2 separate regions of the Triticum aestivum genome follow, and region 2 is linked to region 1. A link is a contact called in public Hi-C data. All regions are on one chromosome and are shown on one strand. Each heading gives the region's core, a stretch centred on a gene start, on an enhancer-like site or on the middle of the called end of the contact. The rest is flanking DNA. Distances are from core to core; before and after follow the strand shown.

Evidence for each region. Hi-C and Micro-C count contacts between places; a contact is called where the count stands out from the background.
Region 2: a contact with region 1 is called in a Hi-C map of leaf, with 2.8 times the contacts expected there. The contact joins the promoter of LOC123092953 here to the promoter of LOC123092952 in region 1. A contact is called at or near these places in 3 of 5 Hi-C or Micro-C datasets (all in leaf).

Annotation. Positions count from the first base shown.
Region 1 is chr4B:504,111,702-504,118,804 of IWGSC CS RefSeq v2.1, reverse strand. It overlaps LOC123092952 (sugar transport protein MST4), which reads right to left and starts at 3,351. Exons shown (of 3, transcript XM_044514814.1): 1 at 3,080-3,351; 2 at 2,001-2,320. The coding sequence starts at 3,215. LOC123092951 (heat shock 70 kDa protein 8) reads right to left here. Exons shown (of 2, transcript XM_044514813.1): 2 at 5,946-7,103. The coding sequence ends at 6,180.
Region 2 is chr4B:504,267,718-504,274,820 of IWGSC CS RefSeq v2.1, reverse strand. LOC123092953 (protein OBERON 4) reads left to right here and starts at 2,224. Exons shown (of 4, transcript XM_044514816.1): 1 at 2,224-6,049; 2 at 6,113-6,378; 3 at 6,675-7,103. The coding sequence starts at 2,724.

The sequences.
Region 1 (7,103 bases), core at 2,102-4,601:
GGGATTAAACAGGACCCGGTTGACATCCCTAACTGACGCTCAATCAGTGCGTTGATCCGTGTAGTAATCTAATGCATCACTAGCGCACAAATTCTTGGCATTTTCAATCGAGAAACCTCCCCGCTACGAGGTACAGGCCATAGACACATTGTTTTTTTTTTTTCAGTGTTCGACGAAGAGTCCAAGCGAAGTGCACCTCCAAGTCAAGCATCAAAGATACAATTTTGGTCCAACAAGCATCTAAGTTTATGTAGAACTACTCTATCAGGTAGGCCCGCTTCGTATTGCGACCCGTGTGGCCTAGACGTGAACAACCGCACCTGCTTGCTGCTACTAAAAGAGCGTTGCTATGCACATGATAGATTTGCGCCCGATGCCTGAACGATCCTCCATGACAGCGATTCGGCGTGCGTGCAAGCATGAAATTTGGACGTGAAGGAAGAATCGTTCACAGATCGTGCGGAAGTATCGCCCGTGAAGCAATTTCGGTACTAAAATAAAAGTTTCGACAGCCAAAAACAGAAGAATCCAAAGCCGCTGTGTTTGTATATTCTACAACTAGTCCAAGTTGATAGCAACTTGGGACAACTAAAGAGAAGGGCAGCCACACCAGCAGACTAGTAAAACCAAGAGAAGCCAACGAGATAAGCTGCAAGCTTACACCTATCACCTGTTGGTTGGCCCAAGCTTCTCCTACCATTTGGGCCAGTAATTTCTAAGCCTGGAGTCGCGGCCAGCATCGGAATCTTGAACTTAACAAGTTTATCGCGAGAGGTGAGGCGATGCCACCAATGGAAGGTGTCCTCGTGCGCCAACACGAGTCATGCACCGCCACATGGTTTGTACGTTTGACCCCTAAATTCCGGGAAACATGAGACGGATACGATGTACTCCTACTACATACGTACTGCAGCTAGTACGTATAAAATGCAACAGTAGTTCATATCTAGAGCATTAATCTGGACGTAAAAACTGGTAGGACCAGTAGGTTTAGTTTTGGTCCAAAGATTCTTTGATGCTACCGTGGACGTGGACGGTGACTAATTGCCAGCAAACGAGGAAGAAACTGCGCACGGGTTACGTCATTTTCATAGACACGGAAAATTATGTCTCGCGCATGCGTGCTATTACTACATACTCCCTCTTTTTCGGTTTATAAGGCTCAAATTTAAAATCTCATCAACCAAGACACTTGATGTATGGAGGAATGTATCTTGTACTTTACAAAACTACCCAAATTAAAATGATGCATTAATTTGAATTAATTGTAGTGCATGCATGCTTGACTACTAGATGAGTACTCCCTCCGTCCGGGTTTATTGGGCCCTTAGACCAAATTACAGGTACCAAGGCAGAACTAATAATTCCCTCGAATTAGCACCATTATACTTCGGCTTCTGCACCAAATTAACTGCCAAAACAATCAAATCTCGCTGCATGCGCGCACCTACCTGCATGCAGCCCCATGCTCACTTTAATGTAGCGGCTGTACCCAATACGAGGGACGCATGCGCCAGCTGATAAAGGAAAATCAAGCTATTTGTTGCCTTATTAAGTGCGAATGAAGGAAACGAGGCGTGGAGAAAATACTCCGGTTGCATAAGGGCCTTGTAAATAGGGACAGCGTCCGGTTGCCCACGGGCCTAATAAACTCGGACGGAGGGAGTATGAAAGTTACATGCATTGGGGAGTTCCTTTTTAATTACTACATGCAAAGATTTAATGCACCTTGGAATCTCAATAGGAGATGGAGATGAGCCCTTTAAATTGAAAAAACGAAAAAATTGAGATGAGCCCTGTAAACCGGAAAGGAGGGAGTATTTTTCTCAAACAAGCCACCGCTAGCTTTACATGTTTGACTTCGGTTTCTACCAAGATCTTTTGACTTAAGTTACCTAGGAGTACGTACATATCAAATGTTGCTGCGTACACGTACGTAACCTTGCTTACTGGTATTAAAAAAATATACAATTCTGAAGCTGGTGGAAATTTGTGCTAACCTGGTTGGCGAAACCGACGCCGCAGCCGAGCAGGATCCTGCCGATGATAAGCATAGCGAGGTTCTGGGCGGCCCCGTTGAAGATGACGCCGATGATGAAGAAGACGCCGGCGATGAGCATGGTGAGGCGGCGGCCGAGGCGGCGGGTAGTGTAGGAGGCGAAGAAGGTGGCGGTGAGGCCGGCGAGGTAGAGCGATGAGGTGAAGAGCTGCAGGCCCTGGTTGTCGTACTTGCAGTAGTTGCTCTCCTTGTCCTGGTTCTTCCGGCGCAGCACCGCCGGGAAGAACTCACGCAGGAAATCGTCCATCGATGTCACTCCGCCTGCAAAAACCATCAGTTTTTGGATCTTAGAAATGGCTGTTAATCGAGCTGGACGCTGTGAAAGAAATGGATAAGATTTTCTTAATTAGTTTTACTAAGAATTCATTAATACTACACTACACCAAAAGGCAACGTGTCCACACAAAAGACAGCTTTGTTGAATCAGACGTACGTGATCTGAAGATGTACAAATGGGTTGACTTAACAGCCTATCAAAGTAGGTGGCAAGATGGCAGCAGTTACTCTCTACTTTCTTCCAAATATAGTATAATATTAATTCTTATATATACGGGGTATCAGTCACAGAATCATACAGCTAGCACAGGAGCGTGTATATATGCATGATCCTGGCCAGAAAACTGGATAGTGTTCACAATGGAGTAAATAGGAAAGAGTTTGAATTATCGGCTGGCCGGTGCGTGGTAGTTAATGAGGAGGATCAATTGCATTAACTTCGTTCCAATTATCCGTGGTTATCTGCTTCGCCATATGAAGAGGAGAGACGGCAGCCACAAGTAAACGCCATAGCCATGGAGTCAATTAAACTCCTCTCTTTCATGCGTGGTTCCATTATGGATAACATACGCGCGGATCGACGAGGACGGCATGGAACCCTAAACCATGCATGTGAGGCGGATTTGACATGATTTTCCAGAGCTACCACGGGAGCACGCAACGCACGCACATGCATGGAGGGAGATGATCGATCGCGGGAAAAAACTGCATGGACATGTAGAGTATAGGAGTATATCGGGTTACCTGAGATGCCGACATCGTAGCCGAACATGAGGCCGCCGGTGGCCGCCATGATGCAGGAGATGATGACGATGGGCGTGATCTTGGCCTCGAACTCCACGCCGGACGGCGCCGACACAGCGAACCCTCCGCCCGGCATCCTCGCAAGCCGGCCGGTCAAGCTACGCCGATATAATGGAAGCTAGACAAGCAGCGAGTGTTTCTCCGCAGAGCCACACGAGGAGAGCAGCCAAAGGAAGGGGATTGGAGATGGGACACAAGGCTCCAAGTCCCTGGGGTATATATAGGGAGGGAAGCCCACTGCGCTAAGAAATTTCAAACGCAACCGAGCGGCCAGATCAGGCCACGTCGCCTCCACGATCGTGCGGTGGGGCCCGCACGACGGCTCTCTCGCTCGCAGCTCGCTGGCTGCCCAGTCAACGGACGGCTCCACGGCCCACGGGCCAGAGCATGCACCACTGCGTGCACAAGCACGACGACTTTTCCGTTCCTCCCACAAATTATGGCTTATCCAAACCAAACCCTTCTAGTAGTAAGCCTTTATGGGCTCCTTTTTTGGAAAAGAAAACTGGAGAGCAGCACGGAAAACCTTGAGGATATTCTCTTATCGGACGCCGACCTTCTTGACAACGAGATCGCTGGATGGGCCCACATGTCGGTGAACGATCTGTCCGAGTTTCCGGAGTGTCAGCAACGGGCGCAGCTTCCTTGTTGCTGGCTTGGTTCATGTGAATGGAGGACCTTGACTTTGAACGTTACCATTTTAACGAAATTTATACGTCACGTGGGGATGGATTCGCTTGGGAAAATTATGTGTTCGTCGATGTGGATAGCAGTGTACATGCAAGCACAAGAAATTTGACTCCTGGTCGGCGTTCGCCGGCGATTACCACAGTGCATGCGTGCGTGTACTTTTCCACAGGGGAAAGTGGTGTTGGCCAACTGGTTCTTGTTTATGCATAGCTTTTGTACATTAGTGATTTCGTCGAGATACGATGGTACAACATACGGCTGTATAAATATACCACTGTCACGATGTCGACCAAGAGCAGACTAAATCAAATCTCCCTTCCAGCTAGCCTCGTCGACATGATATGATACATCACATGGTAACGTTGCAAATTAGTATTCTAAACTTCTCCATTATTTCTGTAAATCAGTTCGATCTCGCGTACTTCTGAGAGGAAACACACGCCGCGGATTAGGACTAAACAACGCAACTAATTATCCACGTTAGGCTCACGGGAAATGAACGTAAGCCGTGGGATTAGAGCATGTGGGCTAAACGAGTAACGACCGGTCGCTCCTCCAAATAACAAATCTGCGCGAAATCGAATTTCGCTTTGATCTTTATATGTCCAGCAACCCAAGCCCATTTGCACGTTCTCACCGGCCGGCGGCCGATGCTGCGTAGTTCATACCGTCATATGATAAGTCAACCAATCTTATCGCCTGAATATTCAACACCCGAAGCCCTGCAGCCCTGGCCCCGAATAATGCCGTCAGGGGAATCAAATGGTTTTCCTCGAAAAGAATATACACCCATGGTCGAAAGAAATCAAATGCAGGAATTCGGCACGGTTTGCACGCGAGAACTCCCACCCGTTTGGGAATTTTAAACGGCGTGCGACGCCGCAATTTGCATCCTTGGTTCAACCCGATGGCCGACTGCGACGTGTTCTCAAAAGCAGAAAGGGACACGAGCGAGCCGGAGCTTTTGTCCAGGGCAGGCCATGACTTCTGCGAAACTTCAGCAAGCTTACGAACAAGAACAACACTGTGCGCAGCACAGAGGGCCACGACAACAGCGTACGTGTTACGTGAGGATCTTTTTCACTGCCCGTATGCTTATAGTGTAGTAAAATATGCTGCGAGTACGCAGTCAACGCCACGCATGGGTGTCTCACGTACGCACAGCACCGGTTTTCCGTATGATCTCTGAAAAAAGAACACCGGTTTTCCGTGAGGAACTCCCTAACGATCTCTGGGTTTGGTTTGCGTTTCGGTGTGTCTGAAGTCTGAACCAACGGCCGGTCGCCGTCGGGCGAAGCTGGAAACTACCTCTCCGAGACACGTCCGGTCCTGGCTGGGCTTTGACTCTGAGGTACTAACTGATAACGTAAACACGCCATCTTTCCCCTCACAGGCAAACTGCTTATATATAGAAAAAAAAATACGTACTAGTTTACGGCACACCTGTACTGATCGATGAGCCATTGTTTCGGAGTTCAGAGCCACCGTGGTCGAGTGTTGCGGCATTGCGATTGACCTCTGAACCACGCGGGGCGCCCAAGTCAAGCGGCGGATGGCACAATTTCTGTGCCACGGCAGGCGTGACGCCCTCTTTTCAGTCTTGTTTGCTTCGGCGGCTAGCTTTTCAAATCAAAAAAAGATAACGACTACGTAGAAGCAGGCGATTCACGCGTCCTCGACCTCGTGTCACTGACAAGCGGAGACCGTACAGGTCGTCCACTAGATTTTTCCGAGTCAGCACCGATCGATGCACGCGTCGTTGCAACCAGCACCGATGTGTCCGCCCATGATCCAATCTTTACACGCGTGCATGCATCGTTAAGTCGTCCACTAGATTCTCCAAGTCAGCACCGATCGATGCGTGCACCGTTCGCGCCCAGCACTGATGTGCTTGCCCATGACATTTACACGCATGATTTAGCCCGTTCCAGGCCGCCCATTGGCCGTCTGATTGTTGCAGCCGGTATACATCCAGTCACCGGCCATAGGCATCTTTCAGATTTTCCTCCTGAAATGCAGACAGGCACGATGGGCCGAAAAGGATATGCGGTATGGGACAGGAGTGGCCAATTGTGTTGTGCGGGAAGAAACTTGAGGAAATTCTACAGACCAAAGGTGTCCAAATTAGACCGCTCTTATTTATACTACTAGCAACATCCCATTTTACACGCAAGGCAACATTGTACACAGACAACACTGGCATTTATTTGTCTACATGTACCACATAGAGATCTCACACGACATGATACATCGTCGAAACCACAATCTGCGAGCTAATTTACTAGAGTACACAGCCAGTCTCATAAGCAAAGCACTTCTCTTTTTTTTGAAAAATTGATAAGCAAAGCACTTACGGATGCAGCTTCTTAGGAAGAACAGCGAGGTCGAGCTTGCTGCCGTGCATCTTCGCCAGGGCCTGCCCGCACCAGCCATGGCCGTCGTCCAGCGTGGGCATCCTCACCTCCATGAACGGCGGAGTGACCTCGCCTTGCGGCTTCACGACGCCAGCAAACACCCTCAGGACGTTGCCGGCGTCGATGTCCATGCAGACGCTGATCTCGACGGCACCCTTGGGCGCTGGCGGGATGCCGGTGATCTTGAAGTACCCTAGGAGATGGTTCTCTTCCGCCTGCTTCCCCTCGCCTTCATAGACGGCGATCAGCGCCTCGGCCTGGTTGTCCTGTGTTGTTGTGAACAGCATGTCCCTTCTTGCCGGAACAGCGGTGTTCCTTGGAATGATCGCGGCAAAGCCGTCACCGTCGGCACGGATTCCAAGGTTCATCGGGGTCGCCTGAATCGTCAGCAGATCTAGGCTCCCCGAAGGATCGGTGACTCCTGAAGCAATGGCTCCTTCCAGTGCAGCACCTGAAACAGCGGCTTCAAGATCGTCTATGTTCCCATAAGATTCTTCCTTCTTGCATAATCCCGGGACAAGGCTTCTAATCTTGGGAATTCTGGAACATCCTCCAACCAAGATCACATCATTGATGTCTTCTGGCGTTAACTTCGCATCTGACAAGCATTGTTTGATGATCCTCTCACATTTCACAAAGATCGCCTGATTCACCTGTTCAAACTCTGCACGACTCAACAGCTTGGACACTTTCAGGCCATTACCCAAGTCTGCACTGATCTCAATGCTTTCCTGGGATGCCAGTTTGTGAATCGCATCCTGAGTTGCCATCCGCAGTAAACCCATTGACTTGATCCTGTCCGTAGTTGGACCAGCATTGTCACATAAGCTATCATAATTGGGTAGAAGGTGGCGCATTAC
Region 2 (7,103 bases), core at 975-3,474, 160 kb before region 1:
CGGGTTCAGTTAGAGCCCAACGCCTCGCTCGGGTTCACTTAGAGCCAACACCTCGCACACACGCGCGTACGTGTACGAGAGAAACATGCATCGCTCGGCCCCCGGCCACCCACAGTAACCGAGAACTCGTCGAAATTTTCCTTGCCCTCGCTTCTACCACGGTTTTTTCCGTCATGGACGGCCCAAAGAATGTCATGCAGCTGCGTCTCCGGCCCGCCCAGGACGAAAAGCCCATTTTTTGTCATGATTTTTTGTCATAGAAGTAGGAGCCCACCACATCTATGATGATACCGGCTTTTGTCACAATTATCGTCATAGAAGTGTCATAAGCATGACAGGAAAAAAATTCGTTCGGCCCAAAATGTCACGGATGTGTCTTTTTTTGTAGTGCATGGGCGGGGTACTGTCGCCTTGGTCATCGGTGGCTGAAGACTTGTCCCATCGTACGGCCTGGATGGGACGGGAGCTGACCCGTGGCTGGATTACGGAGCACGCCACGGGTGGAGCCGGCTTGTTGAGGAAGCCTTGGTTGTGCCGGGTTCGGCTGTCTTGTACTACTTGTTGAGGCCGAGTCGATGTGTCTTGCCGGGTCGGAGAGTTCGGCCGGGTTGCGGGGTTTGGCCGGGTCGAGTGACCCGGCCAAGCGCGTGCCGGCTTGAGGGGGCTTGAGGGGCGATGCTGGCCCCGTTGTTTTTGAAAAAGATCCGGGTTCCGTTGCCTGCCCTGGGTTCATCCCCCCAACAGGTGTCTTCTCCGGTTCAGAAAGTTCCCTCTTGTTGTAGAAAAATTAATGCGGCAGTCGCAGCGGCATCACCGCTCCACCCCAAGATCCATAGGAATCCTAACAAGAATCCAGTTGACTACACCGAAAGGCGCTTCATGTGAACCAGAGGCTCAAGCAGACCATCGTCCGACCTCCATGCCCGGAGAAAACTTGAGAAGATTTCAAGCAAGTGCGGGAGCCCGCCGGAGGTCTTGCGGCCACCCTCCCCAACCTCTGCCACTCTCGGGGGCTATTGATGGGGTCCTGTACCGGGGATGACTATTGCCAGGGAGCCCGGCCTCATCGAACACAAGGGGCCTGCTAGGCCCAATAAAAGGAGCAAACCCTAGGAGGCGAAGACGACATTCGTGATCTTCAAGACTAGAGGGCGGCAACGCCCGAGATCGCATGTGCCATGTAACCCTAGACCTTTCTTGCCTATACAAAGGGAGGTCTAAGATCCTCATTCATCATCTATCCACATATAGGAAACTCTCGGTAGCAATCTCATTCACCATTGTAATCCCTCCCATGAGGTATCCCTCCATTATCAATCATCAAAACCAGCACGACGTAGGGTATTACTCTCCGGAGGCCCAAACCTGGATAAATTCCTCGTGTGACCTCCGATTCATGACTTCCAGCTGCGCTTGGACCCCTACCGAGGGATGTGACGGTATTTTGCACCGCCAACGGACGCGCCCGGTCGCGACCGGGCCTCTCTGTATCCGCCCTACATTTGGGCTGGATATGAGGGTGCCGGTCAGCTCGGGCATTTGAGCCCGGTTTGAGGCGCCCGTGTGGTTGACTTTTTTTATCGATCACTGATCGGGCCATCCGATCGGATATATGAGGGAGGTTTGAGGCGTCCGGCTGTAGATACTCTAAGGATGATGAAATATTTCATTACATGTTCAACATCCACTCATGATTCCCTAGTAGTGTTTTAAAGAAACACAGAGAACCTGTAATCCCGAATGCAAGCAAACTTTAGAGAATAAACTAGTGGAGGAGTAGTCAGCTTCTACTAGCCCCCGGACGGAGGAAAAACTGGTGGCTTGTTGTTTTCGTCAAGCAATTGACAATTGCCAATTGGTAAACTCCGGTCTCCGCAGTTGCTCTCACCTTGAGAAAAAAAATCAAGAACCCCTTCTTAATAAATTCAGAAATCTGGTGGGAGAAGCACGCAACATTGCAAACTCCATTTTCCCCTTCGAATCAAATCGAAGTCTGTGGTAGAGCTCCACTTGGCCGATTGGCTCCACTTCACTGGAATCTGGATTTGCGGGGACGACGGGACAAGTCACCAGTGCGGAGGTCGGGAGACGCTGATGCCCACGCTATCGTCTGCACGCAAACGCCAGTCAAAAGCTGACCTTTCTGGCTCACACATAAGAGATCAGACCACCGCACCACGCCACCCGAGGCCTCCACGACATGACCCATCATCGCCCCAGACGCATCCCCAGCGCGCCACCAACCCACCACATCCACCCCCACGAGTCCACCATCGCCGTTCGCCCCGCCCTGCCACGCGCCACCGCGCCACGACGCCCGGCCCCCGTCCCCTGTTCGGCGCCGGATCCGCTGCGCTTACTACCATCTACGAAGGTGGGCCCCGGCCGAGCGACTCCCGCGCGTCAGAAACCACGGGCCTCCTGCACCGCGCTCCGTCGGCGGTAAAAAAAAAAGAGAGGAGGAAGCATGGCCGGCCGGCTCTGAGACCCGGGTCCAAATCTGGGTGACGCCCGTTGACCGCGACTAGGAGGGGAGTGGCCGAGAGCGAGCGAGAGCCGGGGGAGGGAGGAAGAGGGGAGGAGTGAGCCGGAAGGACGCAAGCCGAGGCGACGCGAGCAGCAGCGGCCACCTCGCGCACGCATTTCTCCGTACACGCCCACCCGCTCCTTCCTTATCTCTCCTCAGCAGCAGCCCCTCACCCTTCTCGGCGAGCCGATCTGGCATGAAGCGCCAGCGGTCGTCCTACGTCGACGACGATGACCCGGACGGCGACAGGCGGAGGTTCTATGACCGCGGGGGCCCGCCGTCCCCGCTGCCGCCGCGCCGCCGCCCCGCGGAGTACGAGAGCGACGAGTTCGACCGCCGGACCGGCTTCGGCGGCGGCAGGTTCTACGACCACCGCTACCGGGACTCCCCCTCACCGCGGGGCTATGGCGGGGACCGGGCGATGCACCGCTCCGAGAGCTTCTCCGGCTTCCGCCGCGAGTTCCCCAAGGGGTTCCGCGCCGACCGCGACCGGTCGCGCTGGGATGCGAGCGGCAGCGGCAGCGGCGGCGGCGGCTCGGCGTGGCGGCGTCCCGGTGGCCCCTGGAGGGATCCGCACGGCTTGGACGGCCACAAGTCTGCGACCAGGCGGCAGGCGCCGTCGCCGCCTACGCCCCCTCGCCGGTCTCCTAGTGAGCCCAGGAGGAGGATAGATGGTCCCAAGGGGGACAAATTGAGGAAGCACAACTGCGGCGCCGGTGAGATCGAGGAAGGGGAAGTCGCGCCAGATCCGGACGCCAAAGCCCCGCCTCCGCCATCCGCCGCGGAGCATCAGAAGTGGGTTGACTCAGGCCGTCCTGATGACAAGGGAACTAGTAAGAGATGCGAGTTGAAGAAAGTGGATTCTCCTGGGCTGAGACTAAGAGTGGATTTGAGAACTCAAGCTGCCGACAACTTGGGGAAGGAGAAAGGGAAGATCAGCGATGATGCAGTTGCAGAAGCAGGGAAAGTAACAAACACGCAGCATGAGAAATCAGCATCGGATGTCACAGGGAAAGTAGCAAACACACAGCATGAGAAATCGGCATCGGATGTCACAGGGAAAGTAGCAAACACACAGCATGAGAAATCAGCATCGGTTGTCACAGAGAAAGTAGCAAACGCACAGCATGAGAAATCAGCATCGGATGTCATGGGGAAAGTAACAAACACGCAGCATGAGAAATTAGCATCGGATGTCACAGAGAAAGTGTGTGGAGGAGATGAAGCTGCCAGTGCTGTTGATCAAGGTGGACAGAGCACTTCCTCCGCTATGCAGCTGGAAGCGCGGCATGACGCAGTGGTTACACGACAAGATGGTGCCAACGCTGCTGATGTGGGTGTGCAGAGCACTTCATCTGGTATCCTGAAGGAGGCTACCATGGAAGAAGTGGAGACTACCATGGAAGAAGTGACAACAGAAGTTGAAACTGCCATTGCTGTCAATGATGTTGAGAAGGGCACTTCATCCAGCATACAAAAAGAATCACTGCAGGAGGTAGTAATGGCATTAGGCGAGGCTGCTAGTGATGATGATATTGTTTGGATTGGCAGTTCATCGACTACGCTGCAGAAAGTTCTTCCTAAAGAAGCAACAGATGGAAACGTCAATGGCGGTGGCGGTGTTGGAAATTGCGCTTCATCCAGTATCCTGCAGGGGGCGATGCAGGAGGAAGTGAAATATGTAGATGTAGCTGCCAATATTGCAGATGCGCCAAAAGAGGTCAGTTCTTTCAGTATGCCGAAGGAAGTGGTGCATGAAGACGACACACCGCTAACTGCTAATACCATTAATTTGCTAGGAGATAGCAACTCATCCGTTATGCTGGAGGAAGCAATGCATGAGACAGTAACCACGAAAGAACTAACCGCCAATGCGCCTGACGTAGCTGGAAAGAGCAGCTCATCTACTATGCTCCAGGAAGATGTCATGACTTCTCTGTGCCAAGAGTCTCAAGAAATTAAAGAAACTGAAATAGGAAATGTTGGAGACAAGAAGATTGATGAAACAACTGAATCTATCGCATCCCAGCCAGTGGAAGAGGGACTCGAGAGGTACGGTTGTGAAAATAGAGTTGCGCTTGACAAAACTGAAGTTGTAGAAGAAAAAGAAGAAGCAGTTGAGAATGAAATCGTTGCGAAACAAGTAATACATGTTGATCTGGAGGCCAAACTTGCAGGTACTGGTGCTTTCCTTCAGCCATCCAAGGACCATATTAAGGATACTGAGGAAGAGGGAACGACTTTGGATCTGATTATGGAGAAGCCAAGGGCTGAGGATAAAGGAAAGGGTATAGCATTTGATGTCCTTAATAAGGCAGGTGGTGGTACTTTAGTGGGGAGAGGTTTTGACATAGGATTGCAGCCTGACACAGACCAAAAAGAAGCATGGAAATCTACAAGCACTACTTCCGGAAAGCAGGAAGATGACACACTCAAGATAGGGAGACTTGATCTTTCACTAAGCTTGTCAGGTGGTTTACAGGATCCTGAATTCAAAAGTTTTGTTCCCAGACCTGATTCTGTAGCCCATGGACCATGCTCTCAGTTGTCGTCGTCATCATCATCATTCTGCACAAATTCAGATGGAATAACAGCTTCTGTATCATTGACCAATTCTCAAGCATTTGTTCGCAACCCTAGTTTCTCACATACTCAACGGTCATTGGACAATTGTGAGCATTCAGTAGGCAGTAAACCTTTGTTTCAAGGAGTTGATCAGGTGAGCAACAGCACAGGATGGCAAGTAGAGTTGTCCTCAAACATATCTACTGAGAAAGGGAACCCTACCCCGCTACTTCAGAAAGCACTCCAAAATGGTCATTTGTCAGATACCACTTTGGTTGGTGTGAACATGCAGAACAATGGGCTATCGCCAGTCCTGTCGACAGCACATAATCATGGTTCGCTTGATGCTGGATTGGGACATAGTAGACATAGGAGGCAGCTCACAAGAGAGAGAAGTAGCAGCAGTCTTTCAAGGGGTGAGCTGCAGCATGAGGAACAGCTTGTTCTGAATGGTGCTGGTGTTGTTGAGAGGGTTATTTCCAAGATTGTTTCAGACCCTCTGAATTATACTGGAAGGATGCTTCAAGAGATGACAGGCAATTCTAGAGCATATTTGAGGGAGGCCATTTCTGAGATCATAATTAATGCTGATAAAAGAGGACAAATAGTAGCGTTGCAGGAGGCACTTAAAAAACGATCAGACTTGAATAGTGAAATACTGCAAAGGTGTCCACGGGTGCTGTTGGAGATACTTGTTGCTATAAGGACGGGTCTTCCAGATTTTTTAAAGAAAAGCAATAGCATTGCTACACCTGATTTGGTTGACATTTTTTTGAACTTGAAATGCCGCAATCTCTCATGCCAAAGCATTCTACCAGTGGTTGATTGTGATTGTAAAATTTGTAAGCAGAAGAATGGTTTCTGTAGTTCTTGCATGTGCATTGTCTGCTTGAAGTTTGACACGGCATCTAATACATGTAGTTGGGTTGGCTGTGATGTCTGTCTTCATTGGTGCCATACGGATTGTGGCTTACGCCACTCCCTTATTCGAAAGGGGGGAGCTGGTTCTAGAGCACATGGTACTAATGAAATGCAGTTTCATTGCGGTGCTTGTGGACATCCATCAGAGATGTATGGTTTTGTGAAAGAAGTCTTCCGAACATGTGCTAAACAATGGAGGGTGGAGGCTCTGATCAGAGAGCTTCAATATGTGGAAAGGATCTTCTCTGCAAGTGATGATGCAAGGGGTAGGAGAGTCAGGGACTTTGTCAAGCAGATGCTGATTAAATTGGAAAACAGGGGTTATTATTCTGAAGTCATCAAATATGTCATTGCATTCTTTTCTGGTAAGCCGCTACCATAAGTAGTGAGAAATAATAGTTAACACTCCATGCTTGTTCAGTTCTTGCTTTTACTTATATATTTCTAGACATATAAGACTAGTAACCATGTTAACGTCAACCGTGCTTGATCTTCAAACCAATAACAGATTAACAGTTACCCAGCTTGTAGGCTTTCTCATTAAGGATTCTCCAGTACTACAGATTTTGTGGTCCATGCTTTCAAAACTGGTGTAAATACGAGTGCAAGCTATGATTGATCGGCAAATTATATCTTGCTAACACTCTGTTTCTAATTCCAGATGACAATCCTAACATGGGCAGTGGTCCATTAGTGCCACTAAAGGGCATTCCATGCAGCATTGCTGAAGGAATAAATGGGATTCCTAGTTCGAGTCGAACGGCAACATGGTTACCATCAGTTACCTTAGAAGGAGTCCCGTTCCTACAAAAAGCAGGTGTTGTTTCTACTACTGGGAGCCAATCAATGCCTAGAAAAATAGCTGAAACTGGATTTCAGGTGGTCAATAATAAGCCAGTTTCTGATGAACTGGATGGTCTAGTGAGGTTAAAGCAGGCTGAAGCAAATATGTACCAGGAACGTGCCAATGAAGCACGTAAAGAAGCCGAGAGTCTGAAAAATATCGTGATGGTAAAATATGCACGCATTGAAGAACATTATGCTACTCAAATGTCTGAACTCCACATAAATGAGTTGCAAGAGAGGCGCA